Regions from separate parts of the Mus musculus genome. Here regions 2, 3, 4 and 5 are each linked to region 1. A link is a contact called in public Hi-C, HiCAR-type and HiChIP or PLAC-seq data. All regions are on one chromosome and are shown on one strand. The core of a region is the stretch at or near the end of the contact, and the rest is flanking DNA. Distances in the headings are between cores, read along the strand shown.

What was found. Hi-C and Micro-C count contacts between places; a contact is called where the count stands out from the background. HiCAR-type assays count read pairs that join an accessible place to other places. HiChIP or PLAC-seq counts read pairs in DNA pulled down with a chosen protein or histone mark.
Region 2: a HiCAR-type map of fibro-adipogenic progenitors shows a contact between it and region 1, with 4 times the contacts expected there. The contact joins two enhancer-like sites. A contact is called at or near these places in 1 of 15 datasets of contacts at CTCF or cohesin (CD8 T cells), 7 of 115 datasets of contacts at active chromatin or transcription factors (astrocytes, a beta-TC-6 cell line, embryonic stem cells and 2 more) and 1 of 9 other capture datasets (embryonic stem cells).
Region 3: a contact with region 1 is called in a FOXA1 HiChIP or PLAC-seq map of pancreatic cancer cells. The contact joins two enhancer-like sites. A contact is called at or near these places in 1 of 484 Hi-C or Micro-C datasets (muscle stem cells) and 3 of 115 datasets of contacts at active chromatin or transcription factors (differentiating embryonic stem cells, extraembryonic endoderm stem cells and pancreatic cancer cells).
Region 4: a FOXA1 HiChIP or PLAC-seq map of pancreatic cancer cells shows a contact between it and region 1. The contact joins two enhancer-like sites. A contact is called at or near these places in 2 of 115 datasets of contacts at active chromatin or transcription factors (pancreatic cancer cells and stem cell-derived neural progenitor cells).
Region 5: a contact with region 1 is called in a Hi-C map of muscle stem cells, with 2.6 times the contacts expected there. The contact joins two enhancer-like sites. A contact is called at or near these places in 1 of 484 Hi-C or Micro-C datasets (muscle stem cells) and 1 of 9 other capture datasets (bone marrow-derived macrophages).

Annotation. Positions count from the first base shown.
Region 1 is chr15:59,446,470-59,450,656 of GRCm38.p6, reverse strand. All of the region lies in intron 3 of Nsmce2 (NSE2/MMS21 homolog, SMC5-SMC6 complex SUMO ligase), which reads right to left. Among named protein-coding and RNA genes, the nearest start is that of Nsmce2, 74 kb to the right of the region's middle. Within about 2 kb of position 2,181, at least 160 of the 459 cell types and tissues checked have an H3K27ac peak or open chromatin away from gene starts, as enhancers often do. A contact at or near this core is called in astrocytes, bone marrow-derived macrophages, fibro-adipogenic progenitors and 2 more, where this site is marked.
Region 2 is chr15:59,826,791-59,830,977 of GRCm38.p6, reverse strand. Gm36819 (a long non-coding RNA gene) reads right to left here. Exons shown (of 3, transcript XR_384128.2): 2 at 3,787-3,856; 3 at 1-2,817. Among named protein-coding and RNA genes, the nearest start is that of Gm36819, 5.5 kb to the right of the region's middle. Within about 2 kb of position 2,422, at least 93 of the 459 cell types and tissues checked have an H3K27ac peak or open chromatin away from gene starts, as enhancers often do. A contact at or near this core is called in astrocytes, fibro-adipogenic progenitors and pancreatic cancer cells, where this site is marked.
Region 3 is chr15:59,797,305-59,801,491 of GRCm38.p6, reverse strand. No RefSeq gene overlaps it. Among named protein-coding and RNA genes, the nearest start is that of Gm19510, 4.4 kb to the right of the region's middle. Within about 2 kb of position 1,816, at least 49 of the 459 cell types and tissues checked have an H3K27ac peak or open chromatin away from gene starts, as enhancers often do. A contact at or near this core is called in pancreatic cancer cells, where this site is marked.
Region 4 is chr15:59,757,916-59,762,102 of GRCm38.p6, reverse strand. No RefSeq gene overlaps it. Among named protein-coding and RNA genes, the nearest start is that of Gm19510, 35 kb to the left of the region's middle. Within about 2 kb of position 2,287, at least 148 of the 459 cell types and tissues checked have an H3K27ac peak or open chromatin away from gene starts, as enhancers often do. A contact at or near this core is called in pancreatic cancer cells, where this site is marked.
Region 5 is chr15:59,725,855-59,730,041 of GRCm38.p6, reverse strand. No RefSeq gene overlaps it. Among named protein-coding and RNA genes, the nearest start is that of Gm19510, 67 kb to the left of the region's middle. Within about 2 kb of position 1,766, at least 184 of the 459 cell types and tissues checked have an H3K27ac peak or open chromatin away from gene starts, as enhancers often do. A contact at or near this core is called in bone marrow-derived macrophages and muscle stem cells, where this site is marked.

The DNA of each region.
Region 1 (4,187 bases), core at 932-3,431:
TGGGAAGCAGAGGCAGTCATGTCATTTGTACAGAGGATGACAGCAGCTTCAAGTGAGATAGGTAACATGGCATGGACCTTGGAACAGACCTGGTTCTACTTCAGGCTATGGTCTCAGACAATCTCTGGTAAGCTTAGATTTTTGTCATTTCTTTATTAGGGGCCAGAAGTATATACTTCAGTGATGTTGAAACAACAAAACTCTACTTATGTTTAAACTTTGGATGATCAAAAGTTGGATTTCTTCCCTGTCAACAAGAGCACAGCTGCTTTAGCATGTCTGAAGATAGAGAAAGAAGCAACAGGGAAACATAAATGAAAATACCAAGAGCAAGCAATGGATTGCACTTGAAAAAAAAATCAAGAATCATGAAGATATGAGCTGGGAACACAGGAACTTGTTTGTAAACTAGGCTGGCTTTGAACTCACAGATATGCCCACCTTTGCCTTCTGCGTGCTAGGATTAAAGGCATGTGCCACTACTGCCCAGCTGTGAACAGTGGTCTTTACCACATACTGGAGTGCTCAGAACTGGATTAGCAAAGATCCGTACAGAATCTTAGGGAATAGCCAAGACAGTGCAAATTGATGTAAAAGAGCTGCTATTTGCTCTAGATGGCTGCTGCACAGAAGAATGCAGGCTATGGACTTTAAATTAGAAATTCAATTTACAAGGAACATTTTCTGCTTTGTAAAATAACTAACCTCCCTCCCTCACCCCCCCCCTGTGTGTGTGTGTGTGTGTGTGTGTGTGTGTGTGTGTGTGTGAATTTTGAAACTGGGCATGGTTGCATGCTCATGTTGGCCCTGAAATCTCAGTATGAGAAAGTGAAAGCAGGAAGATCAAGGAGTTCATGGGCATCCCTTGGCCACACAGTTTAAAGCCAAGGTATGTTGACTAAGATCCTGTCTGAAAAAACAAAAACAAAAAACCAAGCAACAATAAGTAAACACAGTGCTTCTGTGCCTGCAGAATTTGAATGTCTAGTGCTTGGGATAAACCCAGGATCTGTCTCAGGCTAGGGAAGAGATGGACCATCGAATTCCATTTCCAGCTCTCAAGTGTCCTTTCATGTACAGCAGAGGGCAATAGAAGGTATGTGTGTACAAGAAGACAATATAGAATCCACCTGGACAGGCTAATCTAAGGTGTTAAGATTAAAAATTTGATCTTGGAATATAAAACTCTGCTATGATCTTAGAAAAGGCACTTTATACATCCAACACCAATTTCCACTCATAGTGGTAGAAAATAACAGTATTAATTTTTCATAGTTGCTCAAAATAAATGGAACAAAGCAATAAAGCCCTTAGCCACCTGACACAGTGTTCTATAATAAGAAGCTGCTATTGTTGTCATGATTATTATTGTGATTATCATTATAGAGGCGGATCTGCAAGGAGGCTGGATTCGCAGGTCTACACTGTTAAGACTGGAGACACCCACATGGAGGCCTCCACGAATAGATTTTAATGGAAACCATGGAAATGAATGAGATCACCAAGGAGACTGAATAAGTGGAAGCACAAAGACGACTAGGATAGAACTTTGGAGAATATTACATTTAACAGGCAGCTAGAAGAGTTAAAAACCCATAAGAGTTAACAAGGCAACAAAAGCAAGTACCCCAAAATTTTGGGAAGAAATGTTTTAGATGTGTCAAATGTCTCAGAGAGGTTGAGCTAAACACAGACTGAGAAGTGCCTATCCGACTCAGTGTGAGTCATCTGGGACTCTGGCAAGAGTAGCGCAAAGCACAGAAGCTCATGCCAAATACCCAGACCTTATTCAATGATTCATTTCAAAAAGATGAGGCAGTAATGCAGAAAACACACAAATCACCAAACAGTCTTCAATGAGCTGCTCAGTTTAGGCTCAAACCTCAATTGTGAGTAATTAGCTGCATTTTATTTTATTATTGATTTGTATGCATGTGGGCATGTACATGCTACACTGACCATGTAAAGTGGCCAAAGGACAACTTTGGGTATTGTTTTCTCCCTTCCACTGTGAGGGTCTGGGAGACTGAACTCAGGTCATCAGGCTTGGTAGCAAGTACCTTTACCTTCTGAGCCATCTCTCTGGTCACTTAGCTACATTTTAACTAACACTCAAACCTGGACGCTTGTGACTGCAGTGTTTCCTCTGTCAGCAAGGGACATACAATGAGCTCACTTACTTATTCTGCTGGCAAGTCTTTCCACTGAACAAAAGCCAGTTTGTTTGCTTTTTGGGGAGGGAGTAGGGGAGGGTACGAGTAGAAGCAAAAGGTGGAACTCAACCTCTACTGAAACTGCGCACTACTTTCACAACATACAAATACAATATTAATATAGTTATGAGATGATAATATAGCTCATTTCTTCTGTAAAATACTGTATGCATATGTAATTACTCAAAAGTGTGTCATTTTATTGCCACTGGGCAAAGTCAAGATCTCCTCCTCCTGCAATTATCATTACTGCCTTACAGGCAACATCGCACTGGGAGGGGAGATCACAGGAGTGAAAGATATTAATGGTCTGAGTCATTCACACACTTCTTGAATCATGTGAGAATCTAGTATAAAATTAGTCATTCTTGTAACTGAACCCAGAGTCTCAGATAAATTGATTGACTTTCAGATGACCAGTTAGGTAAATAAAAAACACCCAATGCTTTCCAGTCTTCCTTTAAAAGTTAAGCACACTTAGCATATATTAGCGGAACAGTTTGCTTTTATTCTGCTTAGTAAGAAGATTCAGTATTCTAATTTCTAATTTGTGGTCAGCTCAATAAAAAAGCTATGGGACCTGGCTAATCCTAAAAATCTACAGAGACTGCCTCAAATGTCCTCAGAACACTCCTTCAACAAACAGGCACTGAGACCCGACAGAACGCTAGGCATTCTGCGAAGCACTGAAGCATTTATGGATGTTGGCCCACATTTATGACATACCACCAAACAAACTCATCATACACAGGTACACCAATATAAGCCAACACTGCCTCCACCTAGATGTAGCAAAAGGACTTGGTAAAAATTTTATTAAAAGGTGTTTCAGGGGCTGGAAAGATGGCTCAGTGGTTAAGAGCACTGACTGTTCTTCCGAAGGTCCTGAGTTCAAATCCCAGCAACCACATGGTGGTTTACAACCATCTGTAATGAGATCTAATACCCTCTTCTGGGGTGTCTGAAGACAGCTACAGTGTACTTATATATAATAAATAAATAAATCTTTTTTTTAAAAAAGGTGTTTCAATAGAGAATCTCTGTGCTTTCACTGTAGATACCCTTGTTACATGCACATATGGAGATATGCTATAATTTATATTTTCCTATACTGCTTCCATGCTTAAGAAATATCCATATATATTTAATGATGGCCAGCACAGACCTTTTGTCCCCCTTATCTCATGCCAACTTCTGTTGTATAATCTACCGGACCAAATTATTTATAGTTTGATATGTTTTCAAGCATCATTAGTTAGCAAGAGTCTGACTTCTAACTAAACCCTGGAGAAAAAAGTACTTCCTTGTGGTTCACTATGACACACCAAGTGGACTTTACAGTTTGCCAAGGTGTTGTAACACCACCACTGAGCAGTTCCAATCAGACATGAACACCTTTCCTCCTTCAAGGTGCTTAGATAAAAATTGAGAAAGAGTAAGGCCAAATATGTAGGTATGCTATTGATCTGGTTTTAATGATCAGTCCTGTTAGGATACACCCAAAGATGGCAGCCAAGTAAGGTAGCTTACCACCTTTAAGCATCTGCTGCTCAGTGCATGTAAGCACTCATGATGCTGAAAAATCACCCGAGTACGCTGCTCATGGCACCATACCCACTCTAATACTGGGAACAACAGGAACACTGGTGCACTCAGTATATGGCTTGAGGATTCTCATTTTCCAGAGAGAACACATGAAAATGCTAATCTCACCTATCAGAATTTGTTTGCTTGTTTGTTTTAGAGAAATCCTTTTTGACAATATTTAAAGAAACATATATGGTTTATGTATTCATCCACTCAGTAATGTAGTGATTTACTGAATATCTTTTACACATGAACCTGTCCTAGGCATTGGAAGACTTATGGATTAACAAAGTAACTGCTCCTACTGCTCTCACGGGGTGTGGGTCTAGCTGGGGAGCCAGGCATTCTTTACTAGTCAGAAGAGCTTATGGCACACTGTGCTAAGTA
Region 2 (4,187 bases), core at 1,173-3,672, 380 kb before region 1:
GCAGAAAGCGGTGAGCAACCCAGGACAGCACCAAGCAGGAGGCAAGACCAGAGCACCTAAGACCTGGAATCACTCACTGAAGAATCCCCGCAGAAACAAGGTTGTCTCAGCTGATGGTTCCTAGTGGTCAGCAAAACCTATTAAAAGCCATGGTGTGGCTCTGAGAACTCTGAGTCAAGAAGAAAGTGCGGGCCTGGTGAGATTTCTCCTAGAGCCAACAGGTAGAACTTTGCTCCCATCTCTGCTGCCGCCGCCCGAGGTGCCCCTCACCCCAACATTTACAATAGCAAGCACCTTCCCTTCTATAATGTAAAGCCAGGGTCTCGGCCACCTCGGCCTCCCCTTCTAGAACCACCTCGAGGGATGGTAGGTATGTCTTCACAAGACTTATTCACATAGTGACGAAACCCGTGTGGACCATGTGTCCGTGGCCCTCTTATCATTTATATAAAGCCCCAAAACTGGCTGATCGGTCCTTTCCTGGGAGGACAGAGACTTGGGTCCAAGGTTGTCTCCCTTCGATGTTACAATTTTTGTTACGTTGTCGTTCTATTCAGGGCAGAGAAAAATGAAATCTTAAAAGAGTTGTTATTTTTGAAAGAGAAAAGAATCTTGGAAATTTCGAGGGCATTAGAGAGTCCCCTCCCCCGTTGTAGCCCTGGCAGAACTGTTAGGAAATCCATTCCTCTGAGGTATGTGTGTTTGCACTAAGCACATAAAATCTGTGTACATGTTCATATACAGACACACACACACTGTTCTTGGGAAGTGAAGATATGCTATCCAGAGCAAAGGCAGGGAGGAGAAGTGTTAAAGCGCATCTCTGTGCTGCACTGCCCTCTGCCTAAGACACGTGCACATGATGGGGCTTCCTTGTCTAAGGATGTCACTGTAGCTTTGGTGGAGAAATTCCTTAAGTGGCTTCTGATGGTCACACTTCATCTTCTGGCTTCGGATATGACACCTATAAGCTGGTGAGTTCTACTTTCAGGAGCCAATCGTGCGTGCTCATGAGCACATCCACACACATAGGAGAAGCTAGACCTTCCCCATAAAAAGGAAGAACAAAGGCAGGATTCCTGTGAACTTAAGAGAAATGCAAGCTTGTAGCTAATGAAGAAATGGAAACTAAAATGGTATCAGAACACAGAGGCTCATTTCCTCAAAACTTGATGATGGCCCCTGTTGAGGGGACCAGAAACCCGTCTTTATCTTAGGATTCCCAGGCCCCTCAGCTGCCCTGTAAAGGCTCATGTGACCATTTTGTCTCTCAGCTCTTTGAATTTGGCCTGTGTTTCTAGGAGACTTGAGTCAGGGACTGTATGTCTGGTCACTCAGGTAATTCACTACACAACTGGGAGAGGAGGGCCACTTCTACCAGACAATGTAACTGGATCCTTCCCAGTGATGTGGAGTGCTTCTACAAAGACATGATTGCTAATTGATTCTGTAACACTGCCATCTACACGTCATGATTCTCTCTGAGTCAGTCCCTTCCCTGTGCCTGATACCTTGCTCAGTAACCAGGACCTAACAATACCTCAATAAAAATCCTCAGAATTCAGAAGCAAGGAACTGGAGAAGATGGCCTTCACCTCGCTCAGACCCAGAACAAGCAAATATTGTAGAGAACAAAATGTTATGAGAACATGCCTGCTTCCTGGGTTATCCTTTAGAGAAGACATACAACACTGCAGTTGACATCTCTGGTTCTGAGGTAGAAAGGATCTGGGTTTTGAGTCACGGCTCCACAACTTACTGGGTCCTACTGAGCATGCTCCCAAACTGCCCCACGGCTGAATCTTCTATTCTGTGAGAAGTCAGTGAGACGAAGCCTCTATGGAGGGCCTGAAATGTGGTAAGACTTGCTCTATGCATCTCAGCTATAGTTGGAAAGTTACGATGTCAACTAATCAATTCAACAACGATCCCTGAGAGCAGACTTTCCCGCACCCAGACTTCCTATCCCAGGCGGGAGACTATGCCCAAAACCTACAAAGTGCTCAATAACAGCTGTCGGATGGAGGGGAGGAAGAAGGGGAAGAAGAAAGAGGAAGAGGAGAGTGGGAAGAAAGTGAGGATGCATGATGAAAGATGATGAAAGAGAGTCTGGAAAGTGAGGGGTCACTGACGGGGTCATAGGGGTGCAGCTCCTGTTCTGCCATCTCTAACTCTGTAACTCTGAGCTAGTCCATCCCTCTGCCTCACTCTGGAATATTTTAAGATGGAAGGTCCCTTCCCCAGCCAGCATCTGGTGGTGCCTGTCTAGTGGAGAGCAGAGGGGCAGGTGCTTGTTCCTGTTTGCAACACTTCCGCTGGCCTGAAGATGGCACCTCTGAGTCAGAAAGAAGCCAGTTTCTGCAGCCTCAGCTTCCAAGCATCTAAGTGCCTAGCAGACGGGATCTAGGGAAATCTATTGCTTGTTGCCTGAGGCAGTGAATGACTCCGCTTCCTTCCTTGCCTACCCCGCTTCTCCCAGTGCCCTCATATGGGGAGGCAGCTGGCTCTGTCATCCAGGTCCTGTTTCTTGCTGGTTGGCCTTGCGCAAAGGCACCCTGCTTTCCTGAGGACTCTTTCACTGTCAGCAAAAGGAGAATTACAGTCCCGGACTTAGTGCGAACTTCACATCAGATGCAGAGCACCGTGCCAAGCACCTGGTGGGGGACTCGTGAAGGATGGCTTCCATTTCTTCCAGGCCTTCCCCAGAATGTGGTCAGCACAGGAGAGGAATGAGTGGGACGACGAGGGAAGAGGAGATGACTCCAGAAAGATGACGTCACTCTGTGACAGGATGCTTCTGCTCGTATATGCCTGGTACTGCGGGGAGTGAATAAAGTCCTGAGTGAATGTTTGTTGGTGACAGGAAAAGGGCCACGAAAGTGGTCACGTCAATGCCACCAATGCCTCAGACTCACGGGAATTAGAAAGCCTTTCCCTGGTGCATGGATATTGGATACTGGCAGAAAATGTCCAGGGCAGCTTCCTCCTCCCGTGTGTTCACAGCCCGAGACTGCTCCCCATAGAGACCCCCACCAAGACTAGTTAAGTCTGCCCTCCTCCTTCAGCTGCATACTACACACTTGTTCAGCTGTGGACAGCCAACCCAGCTCCTTAGTACGGGTGTATGAAATGAACTGCTGAGTTCTATCAGAGCACATGACCCACCTGGTCCCAGCTTTCCTGCGCCTGTGCCTTTGTGCCTGCTTTCTTTTATTCCCTGTTGCCCCAGTCAGGTCAGTCCCTAAGCTGTTCAACTGTGTCCCTTCAAGGACCCATGTCTGTTTACTCTCCCCCTCGTCTCCCAAAGCCAGAGAGCAACGGTTGCCTTTCTGAATGAATAATGCAGCGGCTGCATTACGATCACCCTGCCCTTTGCTAGGCCTTTTGTGGGCTTTGACCTTACATATGCATATAGAGCTGCCATCTTTCCATATCCAGCTTCTGTGGCATGACCATGCTCTGTAAATGCATGGCTTTTACCGTGCAGTTTACTCTTCATATACTGAGCACCTCTGGGCACATGGCTGCCTGCTCAGTGTTCAACAGATGAGAGGTCCTGGAGGCTTGGCTGGCCTTCAGGCCAGAGATCCTGCTGCTAAGAAGGATGCACAGAGCCATCCAGGGTAAAGAAGACTCAAACGCTAGAAAATTAAGGCAAAAGACCATTGTACACCATTCCTCACATTCACATCCCAAGTGTTCTTTGGTTGTGATCACTTGATCTCTGTAGAGAGCTGAGTACCACCATCAGCAGATGGGGAAACTGAGTCTGTGAAGGAGACTTACCCAGGATGGCAGAGCCAGACAGAAGGACAGGGTCCTCTACTCCAATGAGCCAGTCTCAAGAGAGTGGGTCCTAGACAACAAGTAGTTTCAATGGTGTGAAAATGAGAACCACAGTATATTTTTAAAAATCATAAAGAGCTGGCTTCTGTCATGTGACTCACCAGCCCCAGGCCTGCGTGAGGCTGGGGTTGTATTTGTCCCAACACAAAGCTTTTAAGGAATGAATTGCCATGATCCTTGCATTGCGTTTGAAGAAACGCAAGCTCTCTTGGGGAATGGCTAGGTTGCAGGTCACAAGTTACTACACAGAGCCATGGTAGCGCAAGGAATAAGCCCCAAGCCTTCCCTGGGGAGTGGAAACTGCAGAGAGCATGACACATGACTTTTTTTTTTTCAAGGAT
Region 3 (4,187 bases), core at 567-3,066, 350 kb before region 1:
CTGAGGCTGCACTTTCACCAATGGCCTTCCATGGCCTCTCACTGTGCCAAGCCTCAGCTGCTCTGCTCAACTCCTTCATGCCTTCAAAACCAGTACCACCTGGGTGACCCTTACACATTACCAAGTCCAGCCACAGCACAAGGTACAACTTTGGCTATATCTGGAACACAGCCACTGTGCTTTCAGAAAATACTTCCCAGAAGATGTCACCTCAATGATGCTGGTCTCTTCTTAATCACCGCTAATTTCTTAGCTCCAGCTAACCAGCATCAATAGTCCCAGTAATGCAAAGTTTTTGCTTTAGTAGTTCTGGTATCTTGTTAATCACAGCTGATTCTTCAGCCCCAGCTAACCAGAACTACAGAATCTTCACAATCAAAACAGGAATGGCCCTGAAAAGAGTCTTTAATTTTCCCTCTGAAATTTCACACACCAGAGCTCCAACTTCTGCAGTGTTCTCAACATTATCTTCCAAGCTCCTACACAACATCCGACAGAGGTCTTAACAATGGATGGATCTTCAAGCCCAAAGTTCCAAAGTCCTTCCACAGTCCTCCCCAAAACATGGTCAGGTTGTCACAGGAATACCCCACTCCACTGGTACCAATTTGTCTTAGTAGTCAGGGTTTCTATTCCTGCACAAACATCATGACCAAGAAACAAGTTGGGGAGGAAAGGGTTTATTCGGCTTACACTTCCATACTGCTGTTCATCACCAAGGAAGCCAGGACTGGAACTCAAGCAGGTCAGGAAGCAGGAGCTGATGCAGAGGCCATGGAGGGATGTTCTTTACTGGCTTGCCTCACCTGGCTTGCTCAGCCTGCTTTCTTATAGAACCAAGACTACCAGCCCTGAGATGGTCCCACCCACAAGGGGCCTTTCCCCCTTGATCACTAATTGAGAAAATGCCTTACAGTTGGATCTCATGGAGGCATTTCCTCAACTGAAGCTCCTTTCTCTGTGATAACTCCAGCTGTGTCAAGTTGACACAAAACTAGCCAGTACACCTACCTAGTCTTCACAGCACCCCTACAAGGCAAGAGCTGTGATCATTGCTACTTTTGCAACAGAGAGTGTTGACATCCCAGAAAACTGAGTGACCTGCCTATGGTTCCCCCTACTAGCCTAGGATATCACTGGCCCAGCACACTGACTGATAAATTGTATTCTTTCTGAGGTTCCCGAACCCAGCCTACGTGTGTGGTGGCCTGTCTGATGCAGCTCCAGGCCTGGTCTTCGACATCATAGTAAGTGCCTCTGAGCATTTTCACATGTACACACCTCCTCTTGGGTACTCTTTCCTCCAGTGTCTGATTGCAGTGCCCGAGAAAACCCTGTGTTTCTCTGCATCGTGTGTGTGTGTGTGTGTGTGTGTGTGTGTGTGTGTGTGTGTGTATGTGTGTGTGTGTGTGTGAGAGAGAGAGAGAGAGAGAGACAGAGAGACAGAGAGACAGAGAGACAGAGAGAGAGAGAGAGAGAGAGACAGAGAGAGAGAGAGAGAGACAGAGACAGAGACAGATTCAGAGACAGAGAGAGAGGTATGGGATACATGTTACAGGGGTGGGCATATACACCACAGTGTGTGAGTGTGCATGCTTGTGTAGGCATACACAGAAGCCAGACAAGGACATGAAGTACTTTTCTATATTGTTCTCTGCTTTAGTCCCTGTGGTTGCAGGCACACATACCCATTCCTGGATTTTTATAAGGATTTGTGGGATTTGAACTCAGGACCTCACACTTGTTATGCACAGGTCGGCCCCAAGGCTGAGCCTTTGAAGCAAGCCTCTATGACATCATCCTGGACCATGGACTCTCACCTCTCTTGCTGTCTCATGTGAATGTTTCATTACTGAGTGACTCATAGGTACTTAGCTCACAGTGTACTTGTCTCTCCATGGGATTAGAAGCTCCCTAAGGGCAAGGCTTACCCATCTAGCCTATGACAGCCCTGTAGGCCCATGCCCAGTGTCACCTACACCCAGTCCCTCTCTAGCCAGAAATCCCTTCCTGTTTGGCTAGACTGACCCCATGGAGATGGGAGTGCCATGACCGGGGGGCACAGTGAATGAGATGACCCCTTCCAATAGCTTGCTAGAGCTGAAGAAGCAGATGTTGTACCAGGATGACTCAGGCAACCAAGATCTATGTTCTTGTAATTCTGGAGGCTGAAGTCCAAGAGCAGAGTGTAAGCAGGCTTGCTTTGACTCTCCTGGGCTGCCTCATGGCTGGCTCCTTCCTGTGTTCTTCTATAGGAAGTCTGGATTCAAGTTCCCTCTTTTGATGAAGAGCCCAGTTCTTGGATTAATATACCTCCCCAAGAGTCTCAGTAAGCATTACGACCCCAATGATATCAGTAAACATTACATAGTTCTTTAAGGGGCCTGTTCCCCAGTACAGGGACATTCTGAAGCCACAAGGATTCTTACTTCAATATATAATTTGAAATTCGTTAATTCAGCCTACAGTACATCTCAGCTTCCCTCTTTACTTCTGTTCCCATTGTCACCCACACACGAAATTAGACTCATTAAAGAGCAGGTTGGGAATATCCAAAATGCCAAGTCCAAGTGTCCAATGGCTGGTCCCAGGGTCCCCAGAAAGAGCCTGCAGCAAATACTGTCTGCTTTGATAATATTCTATGTGTCCACACTCATCACTGTCACCCAAGGCTGACCAGGAGAATGCTGAAAGGCACAGGATACAAGTGTTTTAAGGAAGCCATGTCCTTCACTGGCCAAGGAGGCCAGGCCAGTTCTCAGGCTTCACCAGAAGGCAGGCCTCTGGAGTTGCTTAGCAACTTCCATGCCAGATGTTCCTAGCCACCCACAGAGCTTCTGAAAGCTTCTCTTCATGCAGCCTTGGCACTTCCAGGAAAGGGAGGAAAATACCAAACAACTGATTGTCTTCTTCTAGTCACAAATTTGATAAAGGAAGAAACTATCCCTCTACTACCAGGACCCAGGGACTGGTCCCCACCCCAACCCCACAGCTTCTCTCCCTCTGCACAGTACAATTGAAATCCACCTCAAGACTATCCACTATGAGAACATGAAGTCCTTCCACAGCTCACCACATCTGCAAAATCAAGGTCACCCTCCATCCACATCGAGGTGATCAAAACCCTCTGCCTATGTCCCAGATTTAGGTCCCTGTGGCAAACCAGATGATTTAGGTTCAAATCCTATCTGTGAAATGTTCTAGCCATGTGACTTTGGAGAGTTTAACTAGCTTCCACATAAGTTAGGGTTTGGGTGAAAAATGCCCCGCCACCCCCCCACCCCCCACGAACATGTGTTTAAACAATTGGTTCTTAATTGGTAGCTCTGTTAGAAGAAGGTATGGAACTTTGGGGAGGTGGAGACCAGCTGGAGGAAATATGCCTCTGTTTATAGTCTGGCTCCACTTCCTGTCCTATATCTGTTCGCTGGTACCCAGAGATGTGAGTAAACACCATGGGAATTCTCCCCCCACCGTGACTTCCCCACCGTAAGGAATCCTCCAACTCTTATGTTACGTCTTATGAGGTAATTGCTCATAGCGACAAGAAAAGTTAGTAATATGTCATGTTCCAGTGTTATAACCCATAAAATATTAACCACAACAGTATTTTCTTTATAGCATTGTAACACAGATCAAATCCGTTGATGTGTGTGACGCATACAGAATAGTCTCTAGACTATATTACACTGCATGTAGACCTTGGTTAACTTAATCACACAGAGGCCCCATCCTTCAGCACATCCCACAGGAGGTGACAAGCTTTCCGAAGGATCCACAGGGACAAGGCATCATTCCTGTCAGAAACAGGCTTGCAGACCCAGGCCTTGAAGGGCAAGGAGGCACTTCCCATTGAAGTGGGTGTGGCGGTGCAGGAATCAGTCATGGGCACAGGATGATTGGAGGTTGGAAGAGTGTGATGTGTCTGGGCCGGTCCAGATGAATGTTGCTGGAACCGGAAGTGGGAAGTGGGCCCCTACCCCTGCTTTCAGCAAACAGAGAGTCAGTGGTGGGTCCCAAATGCAAGGGGAGGTCAGAGAACTTACATAGATAACAAAAGAAAGAAGGAGATACTGATCCTGGGCTCTAGGCAGTCCCTGCTGAGCTTGGGATGTGGGAGTGCCTTCCGGAGAGGAGGAGTTCAATGGGATGAGGAAGGCCTGAGGCCTTTGCTGTGGGAGGTGAAG
Region 4 (4,187 bases), core at 1,038-3,537, 310 kb before region 1:
AGGAACTTGCACTGATCGGTGGCACTCTCCTTACTCCATCCTCTGATGCAAAACCTGAATAGTACCAGCTTGCACTCGTGTAGCATTTGATGACTGCTGGGACAGCTAGAGCTGCTCAGGGGCCTTGCCACAGCCTATGATTAATTGCCTCCATATTATTAATGAGGCAAAGCCCATAATGATTAAGTCAGATGACCACCACCACAAGTAAACAGGTATAAAACCCCAAGTTTCAGACATGGGTGTGGTAGGTTGCACAGTTGATGCTAGCAAGCCAGGAAGTAACACTTTACTAGGGCCACTACCCTGAGACCTCCATCCTTGTTTGAGTAAGATAAGGGCCTTTAATGCTACAGACAGGAGAGTTTTGGAAAACTGGAGCAGGTGATCACCAGAGTTGGGATAGAGATCGTGTGTGTGTGTGTGTGTGTGTGTGTGTGTGTGTGTGTGTGTGTGTCTGTGTGTGTCTGTGTGTGTCTGTGTGTGTCTGTGTGTGTCTGTGTGTGTCTGTGTGTGTGTGTGCGCACGCGCGTGTGTATGTGTGTGTAAACCTCAGGCCACATTTAGACTATTCTGCTTAGAGCACAGCATACTTTGAAATAAAATGGAGTTTGCTTTGTATTGTTTAATTACTACTGGGCATGGGGCTGCCTGGGAGTGTGGTTGATATACCCAGTGACACCCCTTTTGTCTGTGGGTAATAACTACAAATAACTTCTTTAAAGGTGGGACCCTGTGTCTACTTCTGCCTCTCAGTGCTGGACCCCTGTCTGGCTTCAACCTATGCAAGTCTTGGATGTGAGATCACAGTTAAAATCAGAAGGCATTTCATGAAAAGCTCTACTTCTGGCATTTGTTTTTCTCTCTTTTGAGTGTGGGTGTGTTACATGTATTCGAGTGTATGCACATTCATATATGTGTAGATACACATGTGTGCAGGCGAATGTGTACCTGCCCAAGGTTGATACTGACTCTCTGTTGCTCTTTGTCTTCTACACTGAGGCAAGGGTTCTCACTAAACCTAGTACTTGCTATTTCAGCTGGTCTAGCTAGCCACCTTGCTCTGAGGATCACATCTCTACCTCCCACATGCTGAGATTTCAGGTGGCCACCTTGCCCACCTGGCTCTTAATGGATCCTGGTCAGTCTTCACACTCGTGCATCAAGTGACCCACTGACCCATCTCCCCAGCCCCTATTTCTTGGCATTTCTCAAAACTCCAGGAGATGCGTGCGGCCCCCTGGTTTCATGTGCTGTGCATTCAGGTGTGCCAATAATCCAATTGGTTTCAGGTCAGTAGCCAGTAGCGCTGGGCTGTGTCACCCTGATAACAGTCACCCTCCATCTTCTGCGGTTCACATGTGTTTGCATGTGCTAAGCCTAGCCTGGCTGGCTCCTTTCTGTGCCCGACCAGATGTTAAATGCACTGGAGTGTGTGGCCTGGATTATCAGCATCACCCTGACTCACTTAGCATGGTGGAGACCTTTTCCTGCACCTTTGAGTCACCCAGGCAACTCTGAAGGTGTCCAGGATGCACCTGAGCCCAGTAAGGTGACAACCTCTGGAAATAGGTCTGGGGTGTGAAACTCAGCAGATGTCCAAGTATTCAGAGCTGACCAAAGTTCATCATGCCTGTCTGTCCTCAGGAGAAGAATCACAACACAACCAGCTGGCCAGGTCAGAGCTGAGAGTCTGGACTTCCACCAGCTCCAAGGAGAAGCAGTGCTTAATCTCCAGGGACCACACAAAAACCAATAAGGGAACGAATACAGCTCCTCTGAGCGTGTGCTCTTGCAGCCTGGAAAGTTCCCTATACAGTTGCTATCTCCTGTGAGATTGGCTAACACATGTAGCTAGGAAACCTAAAAAGGGGTGAGGTCACATAGAGTCAAGAACTCCTACCTCTCCACCCCTTTATTCCCACCACCACCCCCCCCTTCCTGCCATCAGAGGAAAAACTCTTCCATCTATCCAAGTGACTGTCTACTGCTTACTCCAGGGGGAGACACAAGGGTGACATCCCAAAACAAAGTCAAACCTTGCAGGACCCATTTCTGCATGCAAGGGTCTCTTCAGAGCTGCCCATCCTCTGTGGAAAGGGCTTTTGTGAGGGGCAGCAGCAAAGACAGCATCAGGCTCAGCCCCAGAACAAGCAGGAACTAATAAAGAGAAAGAGTCCCAACCGAGGCTGCAGCTCGGTGCTGGGACAACCTCCCTCTCTGAAGAGGGTACCCCACAGTGCCTGAGTCAGAGGGCTGTGAGCTCAGCCCCAGGCTGGCGGGCCGGGAGGGTGAGTCAGAGGGTGTGGAGAGAAGTGAACTTCTTCCCTGGCCAAATATGGGCTCTGTTCTGCTCTGTCTTGCCATCCTCACTGCCAGAGGCTGAAAGCTACATCTGCTCCACAGGACAGTGAGGTCCCTGACAAAAATGGAAACTATTCCTCCCTCCACTCACCCCCTCCCCTCCCAGGCCAGTGGGTGGCATTTTGCTGAACACTCTCCAAGCACCTTGCATTCCCAGCCTCTTCTCACCCAGTCTTGTTATTGATAGTGTAAAGCAGAGGCAACCATAGCGTGCTTTGAGTCTATTTTTTTTTTCTCATGATGGAGTCTTACTCCATAGGATGGGAGGCAAGAAGGAAAGAGAGTCCTCTGCCCCAAACACAACATGAAGAACATAATAGATCTGATCAACTCTTCAGTTCCTTAAATGAAGAAAGCAACAGCAACAGAGAGAGGGAGAGAGTGGGGGGGAGAGAAAGAGAGAGGGAGAGGGAGAAAGAGAGAGAGAGAAAGAGAGAGAGAGAGAGAGAGAGAGAGAGAGAGAGAGAGAGAGAGAGAGAGAGAGAGGTGTCCTCTGCCAACAGACTTAATTCCTTGAGGAAATACCTTGCATAGCATTCTTTATATGCCAGGCACTGCTCTAAATCTCAAATTAGCTCACTTACCATGAGGCTTCCCACATCTATCGTCACCACTAACCCCTGAGGACAGTGCTGCTACTATGAGACCCATTTTACAGATGAGGAGCCTAAGACTCAGTAGGTAACTACTCTAGTCATGCAGGCAGCATATGAAGCTAGCATTTCAGTCTCCAAACGCCAGTCTCACACTCAGTACCCTAAATAGAATTTGATTCATTTCTGTATCTCCGATGTCTGGTGCATGCTGGACAATATTAAATGTGGACCACATAGAGTAATTAATAAATGTATGTTTTCCAAGTAGACAGTGGATTCTGTAGCGGTGAGTTTTTAGCTACACCGTTTTTGTGCACCCAGCAGGTCATATGCTTCCAGCTACTTGCCCAGGAACTCTTTGGATTTGCAAATGGAACACACACACACACATTAGCTTATTTTTAATATGCTGTCTAGCTTAATGGCTGGGCAGTTCTAATCCTCCCACGGCTAGCATACTTTCCCTCCAGTATTCCTGGCTCAACACCTTCTAAATCTACCTTTAACTTTGCTGCCCTGTTACCTTCTGTGAGGCCCATTGGTCTTTACTGCCCAAGACACTTCTGGGCAGCCCTGTCAGGGGCTGCTTCCCTTTCCTCCTACATTTCAGATGATCTTCCCTCTGCAGCTCTTAATCTCTTCCACCTCCCACTGCATCATGGCGATCCTCCATCTCCTCCCCCACAGCAACTCTAAGAGCCCTGCCCTGTCACCCCTTTCCCAACCATTAGCCAGTGGCATCTTTATTGCTTGATCAAAAACCGATTGGGGACAAGGACCCTTAGATAAGGCCATACAGATTCCCAATTGGATCAAAGCATTAGAACCAATCTCCAACAGACTTTATATTGGTTTGTCAAGGTCTCACAAATGTATTGCACCCTATGCACTTACTGGTGAGTCTGAAGTTATCCAACTTTCTAAATCAACTTCCCAAATTGTCAGCTTGGGCCAGCAAGATGGCCCAGCAGATAAAGGTGTTTGCCACACAAACCTGATGACCTGAATTCAACCCTGGGAGCCCTTGTAAAGACAGACAGTCGTAAACTATCTTCACAAAGTTTTCCTCTACTCTCCACATACATATTGTGACAAACACAACCATCAACACACACATGTACACACAAATAATCATTTAATTTTAAGAAAAAGAAAGCATTACAGCTTATCCAAATGCCAGATGCAATTCTCAGGCTTCCTCCCTTTTCCCTGCCCCATTCTCACCAA
Region 5 (4,187 bases), core at 517-3,016, 280 kb before region 1:
TGCCCTTGAGCACAACTGCGAAGGGAAGGGAAGGGAAGGGAAGGGAAGGGAAGGGAAGGGAAGGGAAGGGAAGGGAAGGGAAGGGAATCCCAAAATTTAAGTGTATTGCCCTGACAAAACCTGTGAATAGAACTCTCATCTCTGGGTCTTTATGCACCATGAGTTTGGACTAACTGTGGGCTGCATCCAACATCTTTTGTAGCATAAAGATTGGTCACTCTGAAGTTGTTTTATCTCTGAAGGGAAACGAGCAGCAGATACCTAAGAACTTCCTTTTCCTCCAAGACGGATCGACCCAGTGCCTTTTTCCAGCTGACCACAGCAAATCCTGACTCTTTCCACCTCTCTGAAGCCCATTTTATCTTTTGAAAGATAAAACTGATAATGATCACTTCATCTGTCTTCCCCACCCCGTCCCGCCCGGAGCTCTGGTAAGATGACGGACACTGTGATAACCTTTGTTAGATAGCAGTAGGTTACACTTGTTTCTATCTTCTAAAGAGCTGGAGTGAATTGGGCTAGGAGCTGGGGCCCCCAAAGGATCAAGGAAAGGGCCTGGTATCATTAGGATGTAATATGATGATATCAATGTAGGCCCAATAGACTTCAGAAAGGTGGGAAGAGGCGGGGTTTGCTGTTAACTGGTCAGCATTCAGAATGTCCCAGGCTTCTGAACCACTTTCAGTTTTGCAACGATCATCCCATCCATCAAGTCTATTAAGAAGTCATGAAGAAACTCAGGCGCACATCAACTAAAAGACAAACCTACAAACACACAGCTAATGAGCCAAAATGCCTGGCTATCCACCCTGGTCTCTTAGTGTCTACTGAGGAGTTCTATAAAGCCCTCTACTGGGGGCCTTGTGGGTCTTCCTCACTCTTGTGACAATCTCCATTCGCACCGTCCCCCACCCCCACCCCCGCCTCACCCTGAGAGCTGGAATTACGGAAGTCTGCCATGGTGCCTGTCTTCCGCTTGTGTTCTTCACAGTGTGCTCAGCTGGCAGATACGGTTTCCTGATTTTACAGAAGAGAAAGCAGGGCTCAGCTGTCTGCAGACTCACTCCAAAACACCATACGGGATGTGAACTTCACGCTAACTTCAAAGCTTGGTAGTTCCTAGCCACTTTCCTCTCTGCCTTGCTACTTGGGAAAGCATGAAGAGTTCTTTTCTACTGAATAGCTGCCAGAAATATCTCTCTTGGGTTATCCAGATGAGGAGACCCTCTGGGACTTGCAGGTTCAGAGCCTATGTCTCTTCACTTGAAAATGCACCCCATCTCTCCTTCAGTCCTGACAAGTAGCTTTTGCACATTAAGTAACAGGTCTCCAGCCAAAACTCAAGTGAGCGATGCAGGTCCTTCCATCTCTGAAAGACCCAGAGACCTAGGTCCCTGCAGTCTCAACTGTCAGACCTTGGGGACCACACCCAAATACTCTGGAAATCTGTAACTCGAACCCTCATTCTCCTCCCACAGCCTGGGGTACAGGCACTGCTGATTCATTTTAAGAAACTTTGCTTTCCACAGCAGCATAAGGAAGGACTGTCCCCTGCTAGAGCCACGTGTGTTTGCTATGATTCATCCTGTTGCCTGCAACCTCCTCAAAAAAAAAAAAAAAAAGGCCCTTACACAACCAGGAGCCTCTGGGAGCCACACAGTACAGGGGCTTCCCCTCTTAGTCACCCTCTGGGCCTAGGTCCACTTCCACGCAGCCACGAGAACTTGGAGGGACAAGCATATGCCCCAAAGAGGAACTGAGCACATTAGCAAACTGGGTGAAGGCCACCCCTCAGGGTCAGAGATGAGATGAGGCAAGACAGCAGCTGTGCTGATCCTGTAGAGCGAAATGTGCACGGTCAACAAAAGTTTCCGGCACACGGGGGCCCTGCCCTGTCCCCTCTGGCCCCAGGCACTCTGGGATGAGAGAAAATGACAAGGATGCAGCCTTGCTGTGCAAATGGAAATGTGGTGTGCTGTGCGGGTGGACCCTAAAGCTGATCTGTGAGCCCAGGCAGAAGCCTACAGAGATGGCCCCCATCTGGTGTGATCCTCTCTGTGGGAGCTTCACGGACACAGACACAGACACAGACACAGACACAGACACACACACACACACACACACACACACACACACACACACGTACACACACACGTACACACGCATGTGCGCGTGCACACTAGCGTCTGTGCTTCTTAGAGTCTCTATGCCGCTGTTTGCGCTGGTGGGTCTTGGTTGTCGATTTGTTTTACAACAGACAGAGAGGCTTGAGAGTGAATTGTCCAAACAACCCTTTTGCCTACAATAAAAAGTGAACCCAGAAAGAAAGGACACACACCTAGGTCACAAAATAACTAGGGGCCAGGTTAAGCCTGACCATGACCGTGGCCTGCAAAGTTGAAATGATTACCTCACATTACCTCTAACTAAGTCAGCCTCCTGCCCCCCCCCCGCCTTTCTCCCTCTCCCTCTCTACAATTCTACCCACTTTGCTCCACCTCTGAGCTCTCTTCCACCTCAAGGCCTTCGTACCATCCTCTCTGCCTTAACGCCAGGTTCATGACACTCTGCTGTAGCATCAGGTTCTCAGGTACCTTTGTCGGACTCTCTTCTGCATGGGTGGCCCTTCTGAGTTCCCAGCTTGGTGGGATCTAAAATCACTTAGCAGACAAGACTCCTGGGCAGAACTGTACAAGACTTTCTAGAGTGGGTTAAGTGACGTAGAAAGACCCACCCTACACACGTGTGCCACCATTCCACACCTTGGGAACTTAACGACTGCTTCATCTGTGTTTGTCAGGTGCTTGGGTGCAGTGGTCACACCCATGAGCCACAGCCCACCAAGATGGATGCCAGCTGTTAGCCTGTCCCCAGCGATACCCATTTCTCTTTAGGGATCAGTTCATAAACTTCAACAAAAAGAATAGGACCTCAGTTAATTCTCTCTACCAATAGAATCTCTAAAACAGGACCTCTAAGGGGTGCCTTCCCAACACTGGCACTGCTAACCAAAAGTGTGTTCAAATTCCTCTGGGAACCTGACTTCAGGAGTCACTGGCTTGTGTCCTTTTCACTGGTGGCTACCACCTTGTTTTCCACATGTCATGACTCCCATTTGTACACTTGTCTGTCAACTACAAAATGACTCCACAAATATACTTGATGTGCACAGCTAAGCGGATCTGAGTGTCTCTGTCATTTGTTCTGCATATGAAGCCCCTGGAAATAAGAAAAGCAAGCTGCTGCCCCAGACGGCACAGCTAATGGTGAGACCCAAATGGTCCTCAAAGCTCAGGCTTGGTGAAAGTGGATTTTAAACATTAGTCCCCAACCAATGTAGTATCCCCCACCTGGATACACTGGAAGATGGAAGATTTTACGTTTGAAGAAACACACAGTTCCCGCCTTGGCTTGTGGAGTTTAGTCCAGAAGAAGTTCTGAACAACCTTGTCCCCATTTCGGGTTTGCTTCTCCAGAAAGCAGAACAAGAGACAGCATTTCAGCTTCAGGAAGTTTATTAAGGCGACCTGATAAAGCAGGTGCTGGAAGAAAGGAGAGGAAAGATCGGTACTGGTGTGGGCTGCTATGGTCCGCTTGTGAGCAGGGTGACTTGTACCTCTTCCAGGACCTTGGGTTTCCTCCTACTTCCTTGGCCTTACTGTCACAGAGCTGAGTTGCCCCTGTTCTTAGCCTGAGGTAGGAGGCCAGGAATCTAAGCTTGCATGGGCCCATCCACCTACTCCTAGTGCCACAAAGTCCAGATCTGACCGTGAATGTGCCCAGGGGCACCAAAAGCTTATGCCCCAGAAGCATGCTGGAGTGAGTCCTTACCTGCCCTGGTGACAATCTTGAAAGTCGTCCAAGTGTATTTGTTTAAAAGGAAAAGCTGGCCACCCCCACACAGTTATGACCATCAAAGAGACATGATTATATGTCAGCGATTTCTCAGCAACTTCCTATGACTAAGAGCTGGAGCAAGAGGCCCTCCACCAGCCATAGCACTCATGGGATGCTTAAGTCTCCTTTTCCATGGGTCACTGGCTGACTTCTCTCAGTCATCTTACAGCTCCATGAGGCACCAGGTCATCCCGGGTGAACCCATGCTAAGTCTCTTATGAAGTTTCTCTTTTCACAGAGGTCCTTGGGAAGTCCTACTGACCTTCCCTCTTCCAGTGGGACAGCTAACA